Regions from separate parts of the Danio rerio genome. Here region 1 is linked to region 2. A link is a contact called in public Micro-C data. All regions are on one chromosome and are shown on one strand. The core of a region is the stretch at or near the end of the contact, and the rest is flanking DNA. Distances in the headings are between cores, read along the strand shown. Region 1 holds the start of errfi1b (ERBB receptor feedback inhibitor 1b). Region 2 holds the start of uba1 (ubiquitin-like modifier activating enzyme 1).

The links. Hi-C and Micro-C count contacts between places; a contact is called where the count stands out from the background.
Region 1: a contact with region 2 is called in a Micro-C map of caudal fin, with 2.6 times the contacts expected there. The contact joins the promoter of errfi1b here to the promoter of uba1 in region 2. A contact is called at or near these places in 1 of 18 Hi-C or Micro-C datasets (caudal fin) and 1 of 4 datasets of contacts at active chromatin or transcription factors (embryo).

Annotation. Positions count from the first base shown.
Region 1 is chr23:23,740,026-23,743,259 of GRCz12tu, forward strand. errfi1b (ERBB receptor feedback inhibitor 1b) reads left to right here and starts at 1,852. Exons shown (of 4, transcript XM_689863.10): 1 at 1,852-2,029.
Region 2 is chr23:23,543,466-23,546,819 of GRCz12tu, forward strand. It overlaps uba1 (ubiquitin-like modifier activating enzyme 1), which reads left to right and starts at 1,986. Exons shown (of 26, transcript NM_213062.1): 1 at 1,986-2,109.

The sequences.
Region 1 (3,234 bases), core at 602-3,101, 200 kb after region 2:
TGGAAAAGCTTGCAAAGCTTAAAAACAGCAACTTTTCAATATGTTTATAACATGAATCAAACTCCTCCAGTCCTCAGATACAATGACAGATTTTGAGGGTCAAAGTAGACGTTGTTCATGGATATAATGAAGACAAAAGACTGGCATTATGCACATTTGTTACAAAACTATGTTTTGTGGAGGAAATACTGAATCATTTCTAGCTGTTCTTTCTTTTGGGAGACAATAAATCCATTTATTGTACACTTTGATCTTTGAAGATTTGCAGATTTTACATTAATAAACAGTGTAGTTACACACTATAGAAGGCAGAATCTACTCATTTTACAAACCTTACTACTTTCAAAAACAGTTTCTCATCTACAGAGATGTTGATCAATTTGTTTCTACACATGAAAATATCAATCTTAAAAAGTAACATCAGGAGAAAGAGACATCTGGAGGATTTTCTCACTACATAACAGCCAAACAGCCATAACATTGGGTTACATAACTGTATTCTGGAATGATTTCCCACAAAAAAAGGCAAACCTAATGGCCATATTTGGCTTTATAAAAAAACTGTCGAAACCGCAAAAAGTGCAAATTAAATGTAAATCAAAGGCGGCAACACCAAGGCTCCAAGTGTTGGAGCCTTGGTGTTGCCGCCTTTGATTTACATATTTGGCTTTATGAAATAAATGAGCCCAAAGCCAAATACAATAAACACAACAACATTCGATTTGAGCCACAACATGCAGAGCAGTGGGATTATTACTTCATTGCTCATCACTGTGAATGTATAGTGTTTATATTATTATCATGCTAAACTGGGATTGTAATTTCTTCTCATTTTTATTTTTCAATACAGGACAGCACCTACTTTTTATAGGGCACACATTTTACCCCTTTTACAAGATTTAAGATGAGTCTTTTGTGTCTTCCGAATGTGTCTGTAAAGTTTCAGCTCAAAACACCCATCAGATTATTTATTATACCTTTCAGAATATTTGATTTTCTGCTTTGAACACACTGTAGCTGTTTTTGTTGCCTGTGTTTTCAATGCTAGTTCGCCCTGCCCAGCTTTTCCACATGCCTGTCTGAGTTTGCCTTAATTTTCATCTTGGCTGCATCAGATGAACAGCACAGTGACAGACATGATGGAAGCAGACCTCACATAGCGTTTGTGAGAAATACTAGTTAGAGCTTTCCCAATTATTATTTGATGAATTTGTTGTGGAGTTAATTTAAGCCTTTTCTGCATTGATGATCTCACACCCACACCCACACACACAGTGCGCACGTTTAGCTTTGCACTGTTTTTGCATGACAAATGTGACATGATACACATTAATATCCACTGCTGTATGGTCATCCGTCTTAACATCCACAAACTTGACGTGTCTTCCTTCATATGGACATGCAGCTGTGGTGATAAAGACAGTAAAATTACTGTAACTCATTACAAACATCTTTTAAAAACATTCAAAACGGCTGTTTAAAAACAGCTGTCGATCAATTTGGTAGGCAGGGAAATCGCACTCCTACATCACCTTGCATTGGGTCTCAAAATGGGGGGGATTTGGTCCAATTTTAACGTGAATTATTTTTATTAAACAGCTTATTGTCTTTATATCACCCCAGTATGACTGTGGACACATTATACCTACACACAGTTCTGTCCAAACAGCTTTTTTTCAGATGATTTTCATCACAGGTGCCCTTTAAGTAATTACCTACATATGAGCACCAAGCATTCTGGTTGTCACAAGCCATATAAGGTCTGACTGAACGGCTCCTTTAAGACAGTGGGCAGAGCCTTCGGTCTGACGTGGACAGCCTATATAAATAGTTTCCAGCTCGTTGCTTTCCATGATGAAAGCGGCAAGTTGAGCGGCAGAATTTTCAACTACACGTGCGATTTGTTTAATATTTTGCGGGGAATATCTTATGAAGATACACAGGGATTACCCACAACACTTGTCTGACTTATACTGGACATAAAAAACCGTCAAACAACCCATATACGCAACCCTACGAGACATAACCTGTGAGTAGTTTTAAATATTTTTAAAGTAGCTTATGTTTTTACACTATATTGAAATGTGAGAAAATGTTAAGTGCAGTTCACGGCGTACGTGCTTAGGACCTGAATATACAGCAAAAGATGATTCTCACCTGAGTCAGAAAGGGTTTGTCAGTGGGTGTGTGTTGAAATCGATGTAGAAAACCTGTCCACATATCAGAACAATCTTTATATTCACACTGTGCAATTTTGTACTTTACGAGCTGCCCTGCGTCACCCGGGACGACTGTTTACAAGACAACAACCGGTTGAGTACGACCTGTCCCGTGTAGTAGTAACCTGGTTTATCATTTACCACAGATGTTTGAACTCTTGCACGTCTGTAGTGGATCAGTGCCTCCAGCTCCTTTTGCTTTCCTGTCATCTGTTTATTGTGTCTATTTAGTTCCCCCCATATGTACTTGAAAGTAAAAATGTCCCAGCTGAAAGTTTCTTTATTATGAGGACGTGATGAGGACGCCTGTGCTTGGAGATTGATTTTCAAATAACTACTTCTTGTCTGATAAGTGTGCCTGCTGATTCGGTGGAAATGAGAATGTCTTTAGGTATCGCAAAAGGAGTGCCTGTTGTCTGATGGGTGTTAAGTAGCTATTATTGCATGCATTATTATGTAATTATATAATTAAAGGAAATAATTAATTAAGGTGAGGTATAGTGGTGTATTGAAATAATTGAGGAGAAAACGTGTATGTTCTAACTGCAGGATCATAGATCCAATTATATACTGTAGAGTTTGTATTTGATAGATTTATATGTGTTAAATATTACTGAATTATGTTTTAGAATTTATTAAAATGTTAAGGAATATTATATTACCCAAATTATCTACTAATTTTCTTTAATTAAAAAGAATATATTTTAACTGATTTTTTAAAGCATGTGCGTGAACAATATGCATAATATTATATAGGACTTTTTTACATATGTGAAAATATGGTACTTTATAAATATGAAGTATATGCAATTTGATGACCAAAACTCACGTTTGATAATATAATATAATATAATATAATATCATTCATTCATTCATTCATTCATTCATTCATTCATTCATTCATTCATCATTTTCTTGGCTTAGTCGCTTTATTAATCTGGGGTCATTACAGTGGAATGAACCACCAACTTATCCAGCATATGTTTTACACAGCGGATACCCTTCCAGCTGCAAC
Region 2 (3,354 bases), core at 736-3,235:
ATTTAAATTTAAATAATTTTTTGGGTGAACTATTCCTTTAAGGATTTTTAAGATATAACACTATTCTTACAGGGTAATAATGCAAAGGAATGTTTTATAGCACTGTCACTTGCTGTACTGTAGGTCAGCTCATCTATGCTGAACAAGACATACCTTTTCAATACAGAGTCAAAAGCTGCAACAAATAGGCCTGCTTAACTTCTTTTACAAGAAACAATGTCCTCTACGTCAGGGGTCAGGTCTTTTCTATCCAGTATTGTCAAACTTTGTTTACAGACTTCCAAGTATCATTTACCTTGGTGTTTATAGTACTGTATGTTTTGGATTTATTTACACCTTCTTCTTAAGTCAGGCGTGTCCAAACTACGGCCCGCGGGCCATCTGCGGCCCGCAATCAGTTTTGTGGCGGCCCACGAGGCTTTTTATAAATATCAATAGCATCTGGCCCGCTATACAAAAATGAACGTAATTCAATAAATAACCACCGGGTGTCGCTATTACATGCATTCAATTAAGCAGCAGTTCTTGTTATGATCTATCTATCTATCTATCTATCTATCTATCTATCTATCTATCTATCTATCTATCTATCTATCTATCTATGTCTGTCTGTCTGTCTATCTATCTATATACACACAGTTGAAGTCTGAATTATTAGCCACTCTTTGATTTATTTCTTCTTTTTTAAATATTTCCCAAATGATGTTTAACAGAGCAAGGACATTTTCAAAGTATGTCTGATAATATTTTTTTCTTCTGGAGAAAGACTTATTTGTTGTATTTCGGCTAGAATAAAAGCGGTTTTAATTTTTTTATGAACCATTTCATAAAGGTCAAAATTATTAGCCCCTTAAGTCTTCAGAACAAACCATTGTAATAAAATAACTTGCCTAATTACCTTAACTTGTAACTTGATTAACCTAGTTAAGCCTTTAAATGTCACTTTAAGCTGTATAGAAGTGTCTTAAAAATATCTAGTCAAATATTATTTACTGTCATCATGGCAAAGATAAAATAAATCAGTTATTAGAAATGAGTTACTAAAACTAATATGTTTAGAAATGTGTGGAAAAAAATCTTCTCTCCGTTAAACAGAAATTGGGGAAAAAATAAACGGGGGCTAACAATTCTGCCTTCAACTGTATATATATATATATATATATATATATATATATATATATATATATATATATATATATATATATATATATATATATATATATATATATATATATATGCGTGTCTGTGTGATGTGTGTAAAATTTGGCCCGCGACAACGTTGTTTTCTTTGCATCTGGCCCTCGGCCCAAAAAGTTTGGACACCCCTGTCTTAAGTAGTCAGCTTCTTCTGAACTATTAATATTTCCAGAAATCCTTTTGTAAGCTTTGAAAAGGAATCACAACGACAAAGCTGTGCGTTTTGCTGCTATTGATGCTCATTCAAATTGAAACAATTGAATGTGTAACTTTTCCTATTAATTTGATAGTCATTTCAAATTATAAAGTGAATGCAAAGCGCTGAGAACATTTTTAATTAATTTGTACAGTACGTAATTTTCCTTAGGCGTTCATATAAATTCACCTTAAAAACTTGCTGTTGATGATGAAACTTGTTTTTGTTGTTGATGATGACGATAAAATTCCATGTTCTTCCCAAAAGCAAATTGACGCACATTTCATACACTAAAAACTACTTTTCCCATGGTGGATAGCGCGACCCAAGCTTAGGGCGCGTCTATTGTATAGGTCGATAGGGGATATCAGTGTCGAAATAACGTTTTCGACAAGTTCTGTGAACGGTTTTCATCATTACACATCATTACATGCTACTAAATATATATATAAAACATTACCATCCGGTAATGTATTGCGTTAAAGCATCTGACTTCTCAAATACATACACGCGTTTGTGTTATTCCCCTGTATCTTGAATAGTGGCACAGTCTCAACTCAAACTCTGCACATGTTGGTTCTACGCTCATGAACTGAAGAATACTTGCCGAACTGTTAACGGTACAGGGAATAGCCGGTCAGGCAACCGTCCAGCCTCCCCTCACACTGGAAAGTCACGGAGCTCCCGCCACTTCCAGGGATAAAGTTACAGAAACGGTTTGATTTGACCTTTTTGTTGTTTATCTTTTGCCCGCGAGGTATTTCTGTATTCAGTACCGTGGAGAGGCCAAGTAATATCGGATGTGGTGAGTTCTGCATACTTATGTACCTAGCTAATGCTAACTAGCTAACGTGTCCACAAGAACAGTGTCACTGTTAGCTAAAGTCAAGTTTTTACCGCTCAAGTCAGATAGCCAGGCGCAACAATTTGCCTGTAAATATCATCTGGCCACTTTAGGAAGAGCCAGCTAACGGCATGCGCGAGACAATGCGCTCCATGCGCGCATCACGAGCCGGGGATAAAAGAAACCAACTCATCCTTGCGGAAAAGTTGGCCACTTCTCCCGTCATATGGTTTGGGTTATTTTTCATCCTTCCTTCATGATTTGCACGAAGGTTGCGCTAAGCTAACAAGCTTCGTTTTTGGCAAGCTAACATAACGTACTCCTAGAACGCTAGCCTAGATAGATAGCAAGATAATCTGAGTGCCCGCATATCTGCACAAATCCCAGTCTTAAAACTATCTCAAGATTCACGCTAGGAAAAAATGCATCAAATGCCGAATCCAACTCGTGGGGGTGTGAGGTACCCGGTTATTGTTTTGCCTCTCCGGTTAGATCACTGATCACTCAACCTGTTTATGTAACCCTCTCCATTGTTAGCATCGATTTGCTATACTGCGAACTCCAGCGTTTTAAAATCCCACGATTGCCTCTATAGTAAGCGTGCAATTGCTGTCTATAACTCATCTTATGAATGTGTTTTGCAGCGAGCTAAGTGGCTCACGCGGTTTTTGACTCTCAAGTGCAGGTGCGCGAGCGGCAGAATGATGCGATGCGTTGGGGGTTGTTGACAGGATTTGTACCTGCTGTACAGGTAACTCTGACAAGGTACATTTGCTTCTTATGTGCACCATATGCGAGAATAAGCGGCCCACTTGGGCCTTTGTCACAAGTACCACCCCATCCCCCAACGCTTATTGCTCTCAATTCCAAGAAAGCCCATGCCTAACCCCTCATTTTAGCGGTCATTGCTTTGAAAAGGCACTGTTTCCTATGGGTTGTGGGTTTAGAGGAGGTAAACTGCTCTTTGCAAAACAATAAGGGATATTCTTTTGAGTTTATGAATGTATAATTACATTAAGGTGCATTTAAACTTCGCAGAGATGTGTGTATTCGGGCTATTTTGCAGGGTATTATTCTATGGTTATTTCTTATGGCTTAATATTGTGCTCTTATTATC